Regions from separate parts of the Sus scrofa genome. Here regions 1, 2 and 4 are each linked to region 3. The links are chromatin contacts, called in public HiChIP or PLAC-seq and promoter capture Hi-C maps. All regions are on one chromosome and are shown on one strand. Each heading gives the region's core, a stretch centred on a gene start, on an enhancer-like site or on the middle of the called end of the contact. The rest is flanking DNA. Distances are from core to core; before and after follow the strand shown. Region 1 holds the start of FTSJ1 (FtsJ RNA methyltransferase homolog 1 (E. coli)). Region 2 holds the start of PORCN (protein-serine O-palmitoleoyltransferase porcupine). Region 3 holds the start of UXT (protein UXT). Region 4 holds the start of RBM10 (RNA-binding protein 10).

What was found. Promoter capture Hi-C pulls out the DNA fragments that hold promoters and counts their contacts. HiChIP or PLAC-seq counts read pairs in DNA pulled down with a chosen protein or histone mark.
Region 1: a promoter capture Hi-C map of liver shows a contact between it and region 3, with 4 times the contacts expected there. The contact joins the promoter of FTSJ1 here to the promoter of UXT in region 3. A contact is called at or near these places in 1 of 5 promoter capture datasets (liver) and 2 of 47 Hi-C or Micro-C datasets (heart right ventricle and liver).
Region 2: a promoter capture Hi-C map of fetal liver shows a contact between it and region 3, with 3 times the contacts expected there. The contact joins the promoter of PORCN here to the promoter of UXT in region 3. A contact is called at or near these places in 1 of 5 promoter capture datasets (fetal liver) and 1 of 47 Hi-C or Micro-C datasets (embryonic fibroblasts).
Region 4: a contact with region 3 is called in an H3K27ac HiChIP or PLAC-seq map of alveolar macrophages. The contact joins the promoter of RBM10 here to the promoter of UXT in region 3. A contact is called at or near these places in 1 of 5 promoter capture datasets (liver) and 1 of 2 datasets of contacts at active chromatin or transcription factors (alveolar macrophages).

Annotation. Positions count from the first base shown.
Region 1 is chrX:42,608,194-42,611,426 of Sscrofa11.1, reverse strand. FTSJ1 (FtsJ RNA methyltransferase homolog 1 (E. coli)) reads right to left here and starts at 1,603. Exons shown (of 13, transcript NM_001184755.1): 1 at 1,387-1,603.
Region 2 is chrX:42,652,420-42,655,637 of Sscrofa11.1, reverse strand. PORCN (protein-serine O-palmitoleoyltransferase porcupine) reads right to left here and starts at 1,942. Exons shown (of 14, transcript XM_013990893.2): 1 at 1,781-1,942; 2 at 942-1,114. The coding sequence starts at 1,077.
Region 3 is chrX:42,182,633-42,185,817 of Sscrofa11.1, reverse strand. UXT (protein UXT) reads left to right here and starts at 1,687. Exons shown (of 7, transcript XM_003135055.5): 1 at 1,687-1,794; 2 at 1,975-2,081; 3 at 3,031-3,112. The coding sequence starts at 1,984.
Region 4 is chrX:41,771,480-41,774,850 of Sscrofa11.1, reverse strand. RBM10 (RNA-binding protein 10) reads right to left here and starts at 1,619. Exons shown (of 24, transcript XM_021080368.1): 1 at 593-1,619. It overlaps NDUFB11 (NADH dehydrogenase [ubiquinone] 1 beta subcomplex subunit 11, mitochondrial), which reads left to right and starts at 972. Exons shown (of 3, transcript XM_003135056.4): 1 at 972-1,610. The coding sequence starts at 1,404.

The DNA of each region.
Region 1 (3,233 bases), core at 354-2,853, 430 kb before region 3:
GCACAGCCTGAAGGACCCCGCCACTGAGCTCTCAGGCTCCATCGCTCACCCCACAGATACCCCAAAAAATCCCACAAGAGATGACCTATTACTGACCCTGTTGCCCTGCCACTGCTGTCACTCACACACCACAAATTAAACCCTGCAACTCTCACTATCGACCCTTCTTTGCCCACCTGATCCTCAATAACATCTCACAGTCTCTCTGGCTGTCCTCACTGCCCCTAGAGTCCCAGAGCCCTACGAGCCCCCATTCATCCCTTGCTTTCACCCCTGTTATCCTCATACTACCTCACTGCGCCCCCCCCATTTCCTTAATCTCTCTCCTGAAATGATTATGTCCTCAATAATTCCTTTATCACGACCTCCATATCGCGCCCCCCCCCATTAATGTCTGGAGGACCATGGCCTATTAGTTCCCCATTAAGCCCTCAATTACTATGATTTCTCAGCCCCCATTCACTTGGTCCTCCCACTGATCCTTCACAGCCTCTAGCAACTGTCATTACCACACTCACATTAAGCCCTGATCATACATAAGCCTCCCATTCTCTCCTCACTGCCCACCTTTCCATGCCCCCCTAATGATCACTTGATGAGGACACCCAACGACTTACTCTTAGCTATTACGCTCTCTTTGCTCACTCTGTTCCCATTAATTCCTCAATGACCATGCCATGATCACCCACTAAAATCTTTTGATTACAACACTCCTTTGGCCTCTTATTCTCTCTTCTTTGATCACAACTCCCATTAGCTCCTTGATCATGACCCTCATTGGCCTCTATTATTCCCTCCCCGGCCTCATAGTAATTGAATTGTCCTTCCAATTACTATGCCCCATCGCTTTTCATTAATCCTCTGAATATGCTACCTCCGTCAGTCCCTCAGGGATCACACTTCTACCTGCTTCCCATTATCCTCAAGGTGCCCCTGTACTATCCTCCCATGAATTAATGAATGCATCCCCACTGGCCCCCATGATCACATCGACTAAAACACGTCTATCAGCCCCCAGTGATTCCCCAATAACACACCCTCGCAGCCCACCCAACCCTGACACCCACCCATCAACGGCCCTCGGGCTACACCTCCCGGCCCCTCCTCCGCATTACCTCAAAGCCCAAGTCCCCACTGGGACTACAAGACCCCTTTCAAGGCGGCTCCACCGGTATTTGGACCCCTGCCCGCCCCCAGCCCGCCCCGCCTGAGTGGGTCCCCTTATCCAAACCTTGGGTCTGGAGCCTCCCCGGTGCCAGCTTCCCGGACTACGCAGCGGCAGCGCCGCCGAGAGCGAACTTCCCCCCTTCCCTCACCGGCCGGACAGCGCAGGCGTGCCTCAACCGTCTCGGCCGGGACCCAAGTCCTCCGCCCCCCAGGGCCTACCTTAAACTTTCTACGTAGGGAAAAGCCGGACGAAGGAGGCCGGTCCGCGAGCAGCCCGAGCTTGCGCGAGAGCGCAAACCGGTGAGAAATCCAAGGGCTTCAGTTTGGGTTCTTAGTTGGTCCGGACGTCTCTCGCGCATGCCTAAGGGCGACCGGAGCGTGGCAAGACTGTCATCGCGGAACGCGGAGGGTCGCGCGAAGCCAGGGCCGGACCTGAACTTACCACGTGAATTCCGTCATCTCGCGCCGACGTAGCCGGTCTGGCGAACTGCCGTTCCCAGCATGCAATGGGCGCGAGCAAAGCCGCCGAAGTCGCGCGCGGCGTGGCCGAAACGTCGCGAGGAGGGGGAACGGTTCTTTTGTTCCAAGGCGAAAATTAACGTACTCTCCGCCCCTCCCTTCTTGGGAGATGGCGGTCCTCGGGCCTTTGGACTACATTTCCCAAGATGCAACGCGCACGCCGGCACCTATTCCCTTTTCGCCTGCCTGGAGGTATAATTACCGCCAGGGTCGAGAAGTAGAGAGGAAGGCAAGTGCGTTAATTAAGTGCGCGAGCGCGGTGAGGCTGCTCCCCTGCAATTTCAAATCCCACTTCCTCTCACTAATAGCGCCCCCTGACTGTTACCGTCTCAGGACTTCGGTTTCTCCATTTGTAAAATAGGGATAATAAATAGTACAGACTCCGCAGAGAGTTACTGGGAGATCTAAATAGGTGTAGTGCAGCACGCTGTCCTTCTTTGTAATTCTGTGTTCTTCAAACACTTTTAAGTCAGACCTAGAAAAAAAGACTGCATCGCGACCCAGTGCACAAGCAAATATAGTAATGGAAACATTTATTATAGAGTTTCCCATGTGCCAGGCACTCTTCTGAGTGCTTTCGGTGGTGTGCTGGTAAATGGTTAACAATCAGCTCTTTAGGTGGAGAGGGAGAGGAAGCCCCGATCTCTAACATTTGCCAGTTTCCATGGTTTTACATACTATCATCTTGTCAAATTTCAACTTACCAAGGTGTAGTCACGGAACCCAGGGTCTGGAAGAGCTGCAGTGGTGCACCACTGTGTATTATTTCTACCATACAGTTAAAAATGGGGTAAATGACCTCGGGAGCACAGACATCATGAAATACAGTAAAATAATAACGAGGAAGTGGTGAACTTTGAGTATCACCTTTTTAAAATCGAATTTATTTAATTGTGAGTTTATGTCACTTCATTTGAAATACTAGCTGTGTTTAACGACCAGTTTGCAGAATTCCTGAAAACGGAACAGGCAGCTCTGCAAACTTATAGGTACCAGTAGGTTCCAGTGCACGACTGAACCCTTTCCATTAACATAATCCTTCCCTTGCAACCTCCATTATGAGATGACTACTGCAATTATAACCAGTTTCCAGATGAGGAAGAGGAGATAAAGGAGGATATATATGTATTTATATTATTATCTTAGCTATATAAACATACATCCCATTTATTATGTGATAATATAAAAATATAGTGATGTTTAATATTTACTAGTATATGTTATATATTAGTAAACAAATATCCCATTATATGTAAACATAAGGAAATGGATAATATAGTTATGCATTTTGTATTGTGTATGTATAAAATACACACATCATCTTATATAAATGTATATGATGGAGTTCCCATCGTGGCGCAGTGGTTAACGAATCCGACTAGGAACCATGAGGTTGTGGGTTCGATCCCTGGCCTTGCTCAGTGGGTTAAGAATCCGGCGTTGCTGTGAGCTGTGGCGTAGGTCACAGATCCAGCTCGGATCCCGGTTGCTGTGGCTCTGGCGTAGGCCGGTGGCTACAGCTCTGATTGGACCCCTAGCCTGGGAAC
Region 2 (3,218 bases), core at 693-3,192, 470 kb before region 3:
AAAATAAAAACATCCATTGAAAATAAAAGAACGAGAAAAGAGAAAGCGGGGAACCTTTGAACCCCAGATTTCCCAAATTCTCGGCATCCCACGGGAACTCTGGGGACTTGGGATCTTGTCATTTGGATACAGGCTTTGCCATGGTGTGTGGAAACATTCCAGAATCCTAGAGGCCGGAAATCTTATTGTGCCCTGATTTCAGACATCCAGAATGCCAGGCTTCCAAAAGCTTAGACTGTGAGAATTTCTTTCTTTTTTTTTTTAGGGCCGCACCCGAAGCGGCATATGGAGGTTTCCAGGCTAGGGGTCAAATCGGAGCTGTAGCCGCCGGCCTACACCACAGCCACAGCAATGCCAGATCCGAGCCACGTCTGTGAACGACACCACAGCTCATGGCAACGCCGGAGCCTTAACCCACTGAGTGAGGCCAGGGATCGAACCCGCGTCCTCTTGGATACTAGTCAGGTTCATTAACCGCTGAGCCACAACGGGAACTCCAGAATGTGAGAATTTCAACATGTCAGAATCCCCAAGCCCTGTAATGTGATACTTTGGGATACGTGGTACTTTCCATGACCCTGTGACATCAGCATTTCAGGATCATAACCTTGGGATGTAGACATTTCAGGATCCCGAGTTCCGAGAACTTCAGCCTTCTGGAGTCTCAGAACCCAAGAATACCAAAAGGCTTGGGTTGGCAGGATGTGGCATTGTGGTTGGCAGGATGTGGCTTGGCGAGGTGCAGCATGGGGTGGTTGGGTGTCGTAAGACGTGATATGGAAGGAAGGGCGTTTAGCCTGGTGGGATGTGGTAGGCTGGACGTGTTGGAGCCTGGCTTGGCTTGGCAAGATGTGGCAGGATTAGGTGTGGTTTGGTAGGGATGGAACGTGGCAGGTGTGATAGGGCCTGGCGTGGTGGCCCGTGTGGTGGCAGGCACTTACCAAGCCTCCAGAGGAGGCGGCAGGCGAGGCAGATGGCAAGGAGCAGCCAGATCTGGTCAAGGCCCTGCTGGGCAGTAGGCAGGAGACAGCCCTGCAGCAGCTGCTGGAAAAATTCCTGGCGGCTGAAGGTAGCCATTGCGGACCCCCACGGATGGATGGACAGATGGATAGACCTGCCAAAGAGGGGGCACAGAGGGAGCTAGCTGGGATGTCCATGGGGGCAGAGGAGGCTCAAGGAATGGGCTTGAGTACACAGATTTCAGTTTGGGGCTGTCCAACCCTTGTAGAGATAGGGTACCAGGGGGCTGGGGGAGGGTGTGAGTGCCAAGTTGACTGAGCTGCCAACTGTGTGTGTGTGTGTGAGGTGTCCTGGGTGCACACACACAGCCCATGACCTGCCGTGAATGAAGGACCTGTATTTCTCGTATGCTGGGAACAGTCCGGGTCCGATGGTGATTGAATGGTGTACATTCTAGGCCCGTATATCAAATTGGGGGGCTCCCTGGTTTCCAAGGTAGAGTCACTCTGTGTGGAGGGCAGAGAGGGAGATCCTGTGACACTTGGGGGCCGTGTGCATCTCTCCTTGAACGGATGTGGGGGGTGTCCTGTATCCCCCGCGCGCCCCATCCCACCCCCACCCGGCCTCTCCCGGCCGCCAACAAAGCCCTGCCCAGGCCCAAGGGCTGCAGGGAGGTGGAGGTGGTGGTTAGGGACACAGCAGGAGGGGGAGTCGGAAAGGTGATGGAGAGGGGGCCCTAGCACACGCGCTGCAGACCCGCAAGGGGAGGCCGGCTCGGGATGGGAGCGGGAGAGCCGCGCGTGCACTACCGGTGACCTACCTGGCAGTAAGGAAGCTGCGGTCCAGGGGGCCGGGGACGCGCCGCCGCCGCCGCCACTGTCGCCGCCTCCTCCGGGCAGCCTCCCCCGCAGGCCGCAAGGCCGGGACCAGCTGCGGCTCCCAGGGCGGTGCGGAGAGCGGGCCCTTTAAATCCCGGGGAGGCCCGGCCGGCCCTCTCGGCCAATGAGAGGACAGGAGCGGGGCGGGGACGGAGGAGGAGGGGAGCGGGAGGATTGAGGGAAGGAGGAGTGGGAGGTTGAGGGGAGCGGGGCGCGGGAGGACGTCGGCGGGCGGAATGTTGGCTCCCGCACCTCTCCGACCTCTTGGTGTGCCAGTCCCTGAAGGGTCGTGTCGGGCGGTCCAGCAACACACTCTCCGATCGCCAAATTCCTAATCCTTGGAAGCCGAGATGGGAAAGATGGGGGAGGGAGGAGGGGAAGCCCGCTCCCTCTCCCAGCCGTCTCGCCCCCGAAACTGCCCACCCGCGCACGTCTTCGTGACACTGTGGTGCCCCCGTTTCACGGATGGGAAAATAAACCGATGTCTCGCTGTTCCCATCCTTTGAGGGAACTATGGGAATTTCTAACCCTCCCCGCCACCAGGGATCGGCCAGAAACACTTACAAGTACTGACTCTGTCACCAAGGAGCACGAATTAGGCGCCTGTACTTTCCCCATAGGGACTTCTGGTGCGCACTTAGCTTGTCGTTGAGAACTGATTTGCCTGCTAACTTCTCCACCGGACTCACCTCTGCATTGAGGGTGACCCTGGCAACTATTGAGTATTCCCTATGAACCAGGAGGCTAGTAGGGAGCACCGATTGGGAGTATGTATAAAGCGCTTACAGCATCTCCCAACAATGGCTTATATTGGGCTCTCTCTGCGCCAACTCTGAGGATTTATGCAGCACTTGCTGTCTAGCCTCCCTTACCCTGCAGTGTCTGGACACTCCACTCTGCCCTTAGGGTGTGAGGGGCTTTTTACCAAAGGAGCATTTCTTGGGCACGGACTGCATACTTAGCTATCAAGTGGAGGGGAGAAGGAAGCCAAGGTCAAGTTGAACCCCACCCTGACCTGAGGAGCTAAGGAAAACAGGTTGTAAGGAGATTAATGCCTGCCTGTGTGGAGCTGGGCTAGCCATGCCCACTCCCTGGGCTTCTGTGTCTCTTTCTGTTAAACAAAAGGATGGGATTAGCAGTTCTTTGCTTGGAAATACCAATGGTAATTGAACAAAAATGTATGTCTCCTCTCTTTGAAAAAATGTTAACATGGGAGTTCCCTTGAGGCACAGTGGGTTAAGGATCCATGTTGTCCCTGCAGCAGCCTGGCTCGATGCTCTGGTGCAGGTTCCATCCCTGGCCCAGGAACTCCCACACGCCACAGGTGTGGCCAAAAAAAACCCAAAAAACAAACAAACAAACAAAAAAAACGGAGTTAAA
Region 3 (3,185 bases), core at 438-2,937:
ATGTTCAAAAAGAAAAAAATGGTTTTGTGAAACGTAAGTTAATAGACTTGAATGAACCCATCTCCACCTTATCAGAACTCCCTGCTAATAAATATTAACACCCCCTTTCTTACAGGAAAATGGTATATATTAACTCCATGATATTTGTCTACTACCTAGTGTCTGTTTCAATCATACTAAATGTAATTGCAACCATATGTAACATAATAAGGTTTACCAAAAAAAATTTTTTTAACTCACAATGTTTCCTTTATAAACATCTTGTTCTAAGGACAAAGAAAAGCTTGACTTGCTCAGGTTTTGAACATTTGGAACAAAACTTGCTTCTAGACAGTAAATCCACAAATTATCTGGGAAGAGTTCCCTGATTTGGAGGGGGCACTCTAGGCCGTGCAGGTGGGAATGACATTTGGGGGATTCAGCACCTGGGTTCTCCTTCAGGCTCAGGCCTGGACTTACCGGGTTAGATGCTATTATTCGAACATCTAACATGGGAAATAAATCTATCCAGTAATTTGAGCATGTAAAAATTAATAAAAGCCTACACATTTAAATAAAAACACACGAACTATTTCTAACTACAAGATTACCTATCTCAGGGAAGTCCCCTCGTGGCACAGCGGAAACGAATTGGACTAGGAACCATGAGATTGCAGGTTTGATCCCTGGCCTCACTCAGTGGGTTAAGGATCAGGCATTGCTCTGAGCTGTGGTGTAGGTTGCATTCGCGGCTCCGACCTGGCATTGCTGTGGCTCTGGAGTGGGCCGGCAGCAACAGCTCTAATTGGACCCCTAGGCTGGGAACCTCTATATGCTGCGGATGCGGCCCTAAAAAAGGAAAAAAACCCCAAATATTACCTATCTCTGGCGGAGGGCTTCGACCCTCCATTTGACGTCACTATTAAATGATGTGCTTAGACGTAATGCGTTGTCAATCTTTGCTTGAACCCTAGGATTCAAGCCACAGAATTGCGGGCCACAGAGCTGGAGTCGTCAAAGGTGTACTTTAGAAAAATTTGTGTCCGTTTAAAAACTTTTTTTTCTTTCTTTCTTTTTTTTTTTTTTGGGCCGCACCTGCAGCATATGGAAGTTCCCAGGCTAGGGGTCCAATCTAAGCTGCAGCTGTCGGCCTACACCACAGCCACAGCAATGCCAGATCCAAGCCGCGTCTGCGACCTACACCATAGCCAGAGCAATGCGGGATCCTTAACCCACCGAGCGAGGCCAGCAATCAACCCGCATCCTCATGGATACCAGTCGGGTTCCTAACGCGCTGAGCCACAAGAAGAACTCCTAAAAACTTTTTTTAATGTTCACACTCATTCCCATTACTGGGAGCCAAACGCAAACTTCCCGTGTGAAAGTCCAAATCGAGGGGGATACAGGGATGTATTTTCCTTTTCACAGACCAGATCCGCAATCGATTCTTGCCGGTCTGCTTCCAAAGCTCTGACTTAAATACTAAACGCTTTACTCGGTCTCTCTCTACCTCCACCTGTGCGTCCCGCTTCCTCCAGAAACCGCCAAATCCCATTAAACCCTACCCCTACCAACCACGTACGGTCCCCATAGGCTCCTCGTGCCGTCCGGGTTCCCACGCTCTGCAGCCTTCAGTAATCTCTTCGGATTCTGTAAAGCCCCGCCCTTCTCCTCTCCCCAGTGTAGTCTTCCGCTCGCGACTGCCCCACCCCACCTGGTTGTTTGGTTGGCCAGCGCCCTCGTCGGACGTCATTTACCCGCGCCACCCGGAAGCCGCGGTTCTTACCAGCCGCTCCTTTTGCCGGCGGCTCTCAGGTAACAGCCGCGTTTGGGTGTCCCTGGGTGACGGAGACCCTGAATTGGGAGGGGGAGAAAGCTCACCCCCCCCCAGCACGAGCCGGACGATCCTACTCCCACCGTTGAGAGGGTGCAATTGTACTGTGCTGGAGGCCAAACTGAGTGGTCAACGTGCTCTTCCCCCTCCCCATTCCTCAGGAGCCCATCATGGCGACGCCCCCTAAACGGCGGGCAGTGGAAGCCACGGCGGAGAAAGTGCTGCGCTACGAGGCTTTCATCTCTGACGTGCTGCAGCGGGACCTGCAGTGAGTGACAGAACAGGGGGGCGGGGTGCTTGCCGCGGTCCACGTGGTGAGCGGGGCGTTCGAAGTAAGGGCCTAGCCTTCTGATTGGTGGGCCAGGCATTCGGAGCCCGGCCCCGCGCGCCTTTCGAGCGGGAAGGAGGGGCGATGTCCGGGGTGCGACGGGGGTGGAGACCGGGCGGTCTTAGCGGAGAGTGTGCTGGCGCATGCGCGGCCTCTGAAGGCGCTTAAGGATTGAGAGCGAGAGTTCTGAAGCCAGAGTTTCCAGGTTGGAATCCTGGCTTGGCCATTTCGCTTTCCATGTGAATACGTTGTACCTCGCTTTGACTTTCTGTGCCTCAGTTTCCTCATCTGTGAAATGGGGAAATAAACAGAACCTTCGTCATGCAATGGTTTTGAGTTTTCAATGTGTTCAGTTCTAAAGGATTTAACTTGGATACTAGAGGGTCAGTGAGTATGAAAAATTACTGGTATTATTAATCTGAGCAGGAAGTACAGTGTTCAGGTCTAGGATTATGAGCATCCTAAAAGGGATGGAGGATATTTCTAGAGTAAGAATGGGAGAGTGTGATTGGAGGAAGGCATTTGGGAGTGTAATAATAATACTAATAAATAATAGCTAACACATTTATAAAGCTTCCTGTTTGGCAGACACTGTTCTAAATGCTTTATAGTAAACATTCATTTAATCTTCCTAATGACTCTATGAGGTAATATTTGTCATCCCTGTTTTATTAGACAGGGAAATTGAGACCCAAAGAGGTTACTCACTTGCCAAAGTCACCCAGCTAGTAAAAAGGAAAGCCTGCATTCAAACCAAAGCAGTCTGACCCAGAGTCCTAAACTGCTTCTTTAGGGCATGGTGACAGGAGAGTGTCAGAGAGTCATGATATGAGGTATTTCAAGAGGGACAGGCCTCCTCTTGGTCACCATTTTACTCTTGTCCCATCAGAAAGGTGCTGGACCATCGTGACAAGGTATATGAACAGCTGGCCAAATACCTTCAGCTGAGAAATGTCATTGAGCGACTCCAGGTAAAGATGCCAGGGTTAGGTATACCTTCTTTATGTGGGCAAAGGAGGGGGAAGAGAGGAGAGACCCCAGACC
Region 4 (3,371 bases), core at 370-2,869, 410 kb after region 3:
CTTGCACTTCCTCCCACCCAGTAAGTGGATTAGGGCCAGTTGTAAGAAGACTTTCTGGGATAAGGACCCCTCCCCATGGATAAGGACCAGGGTTACGGACACACGATCCGAGGATAGAGACCCCAGTCATACGTTCTCCCTCCTCCCCCACTCAAGAATAAGGACCAGAGCCACCAAACACTTCCCCGTGGATAGGTAAGTACCAAAGTCACACAGGAGAGCAGACAGCACACTTCCTATAGATAAAAACCAAAGTCGCAGACACTCGCCTCCCACGGATAAAGTTCGGCGTCGCAGACACACTAAGCCACAGTAACCCACTCCCATCCGTCCCTCCCTTCCCCCAACCCGCGTGCACCCATCCTGTGTCCCAATCGCGCACGCGCCTCTGCTCTCAAAAGGAGAAAAACAAAAAACAACAACAAAAAAAGACACCCCCTCCCGAGCACAGACCGTGTGAGCATCGGGGGTTCTGCACGAAAACCCAAACCTGCCGCCCGCAGTTCGCCCTCGCGCCTCCTCTACGCGTTCCCCCCCCCACCCCCGCCCCCGGTCCCTTACCTCCGCCCCCACGACCAGCGTCGACGCTCACCTTCTCGGCCCGGGCTGTCAAGGGAGGGCTCCCGGACATCACCTCGGCCCGCCGCCACCTCCTCCAACTCTCCCAGCTCAGCCGGAGCCGGTCCGCGCAACGACCCAGTCCGAGGCTGAATGCGGAAGGGCGGAGGACTGGGGAGGGAAGGAGCGCCCAGGCGCGCTGCCCTCCCCGGGCAACTCACTGCCGCCTACTCCCAGCCGGCCGCGATCACCAGCACAAAATGGCGACGACGAGAAGGGAGCCGGCGCTTCGACCACCATCCACCTACTAAGGGAGCGCGCTCTGGCCGGCCCCGTCTATTGGTCGCCGTCCTTCGTGGGCCAGCCCTGGCCTGCTCTGATTGGCAAGCGCATGCCACCACCCCGCTCCCCGTGCGAACGCCCGCAAGTCGAGAAAAAGAGTAGCTATTGGCCAATCCGGCGAGGCCCGCTTTTTAGAAGCTCGGCTTCCTAGGAAGATGAAAGACCAGCGGAAGCTCCGCCCCTCTCGCCAAAGGGCACGGGAACTCTCCTCGAGATTGGTTGGGGACTGCATCCACCCAAGTGTCACCGTTTTCTTCTCGTCAAGAAAATAAGCAGCCTTTTCGGCCAGAAATTCCACAGCCTGACCGAGAAGATAGGAAGCTGGTTGCTCCCGTGAGGCCATGACAGAGGGAGGGAAAGAGGACGTTTGAAAACAAAATCCCAACTCGGGACCTATTTAGTGCGGCGGGGGCGGAGCGACAATTCTCGCGCTCAGGCCCAACTGCAGCTGCGCAGAGTCACATTTCCGTCCCCGCCCCCGCGAGCCTGCAGAACGAGCTGTCATGGCGGCCGGGGTGTTAGGTTTGTGCGCTCGCCGCCTTTTAGCAGCAGCGGCGACGCGAGGGCTCCCGGCTGCCCGTGTTCGCTGGGAGTCCGGCTCCTCCAGGGCTGTGATCGCCCCGTCCGCTCTGGTGGGAAAGCGGCCGCCGGAACCGACTATACGCTTGCAGGAGGACCCAGATCCGGAGGACGAAAACCTCTATGAGAAGGTGAGAGGGAGGGGAAACGGGACGCCGCAAGGGTCAATCGGGGACCTGCGGACGGGGCGCCGTAGAGGACGTACTTAGTCGGCTGAGGATTGCGCAGCTGGCAAAATCCTCAAAGATTTGGGAGTTCTTTCTAGCTCCTTTTCCTCCTTTGTCCCCTGATAACCTTCGGTTCAGGGCCAGAGGCGAGACTGACCTTATTTTCCAGACAGATATCAAACCTGAAATGAGCAGTATACCATAACAGCAATAATATTAAACACTGATACGGTCCTTGCTCAGGTGTTCGAAACACTTTATAATATTAACTTATTTAATCCTCAAAACAGCCCTATTTCGAGGTAGGTACTATTAATATACCCATTCTGCAGATGAGGAAACTGAAGCATGAAGGTGTTAAGTGACTCCTCCAAGCTCACTTAACTGAATGTGTGGCAGAATCAGGTCTGCTGTGCTATCCTGTTAGCAGAGACTGAAATCAGAATGCCTGAGTTGGAATACAGGCCCTGATAGTTACTTACATATGTGACCTTGGGCGAGTAGCTTAACCCCTTGGTGCTTCAGTTTCTTTGAAAGATGGGGAAAGTATTAGGACACTTTCTAAAAAATAAAATATTACACCTGCCTCGTGTAATTAAATGAGTCAGAGTGCTCAGAACAGCAATTGGCACTTATTAAGTACTCACCATTAGAAGCTGTTAATTATTCTTGCCACTTTCCACCTTACCAGGATATTGTGCAGTTTGTGCTTGTGAAAAGGCCTGGCACGTGATAGATGCTTCATCAATACTAACCTTTGGTTGAGGAGCTTGGCTCTGTAGGATGCTTATTCATTTATATATTAATTCTGTAAATATGTATTGAAGGCCTGCTGTGTGCCAGGCTAAGTTCAGGGTGCTAGGGATTCAGCCACATGGGAGTTAGATAAAGCCCTTGCTTTCACAGAGCATACATGATAGCAGAGAACAGGGAAAATAAATGTATAGAATATTAGAAAACAGTGATATAGAGGAATTCCTGTCGTGGCTCAGTGGTTAACGAATCCGACTAGGAACCATGAGGGTGCAGGTTCGATCCTTGGCCTTACTCAGTGGGTTAAGGATCCGGTGTTGCTGTGGGCTGTGGTGTAGGTCGAAGACGTGGCTCGGATCCCAAGTTGCTGTGGCTGTGGTGTAGACCAGCAGCTACAGCTCTGATTGGACCCCTAGCCTGGGAGCCTCCACATGCCGTGGGAGCGGCCCTAGAAAAGGCAAAAAGATAAAAAAGAAAAAAAACCCAGTGATATAAAGTATGCAATCAATAATATAAGATAATGTGATCAGAGGATTTGGGGGCTATACTGCTTTGGCAAACAAGTAAATGCTAGAAAGACTGTTAAGCAAGATAAGTGAATGGATAGTGACTTGGGGTAGGGAGTTATTTTATTAGTTTGAGCCATAGGAAATTGCCAATATTCAATAATTTTTGACCTGTTAAAAATGTCAGTTTGCTCTAGCTCAACTTAATAGACAAGGTGACTAGGAAATGCCTCCTGAGGGGAGCGATGATGAAGCCAAAACCTTGATTGAGGAGGCAGATCCAGCCACAGCTAGGTCGGCGGGAAAAGCTTTCCCAGCAGAGGAAAGAGCAAGTGCAAAGGCCCTGTGGTGGGAAGGAGCTTGACAAATCCTAAGAATAGAGAGGAATTTAGGAAGGGAGGGAGGAGCTTGGTCCAAGGTGAAATTGGAGATCGGGTTATACTGCTTTGTGGAGTGGCAGGAAGCC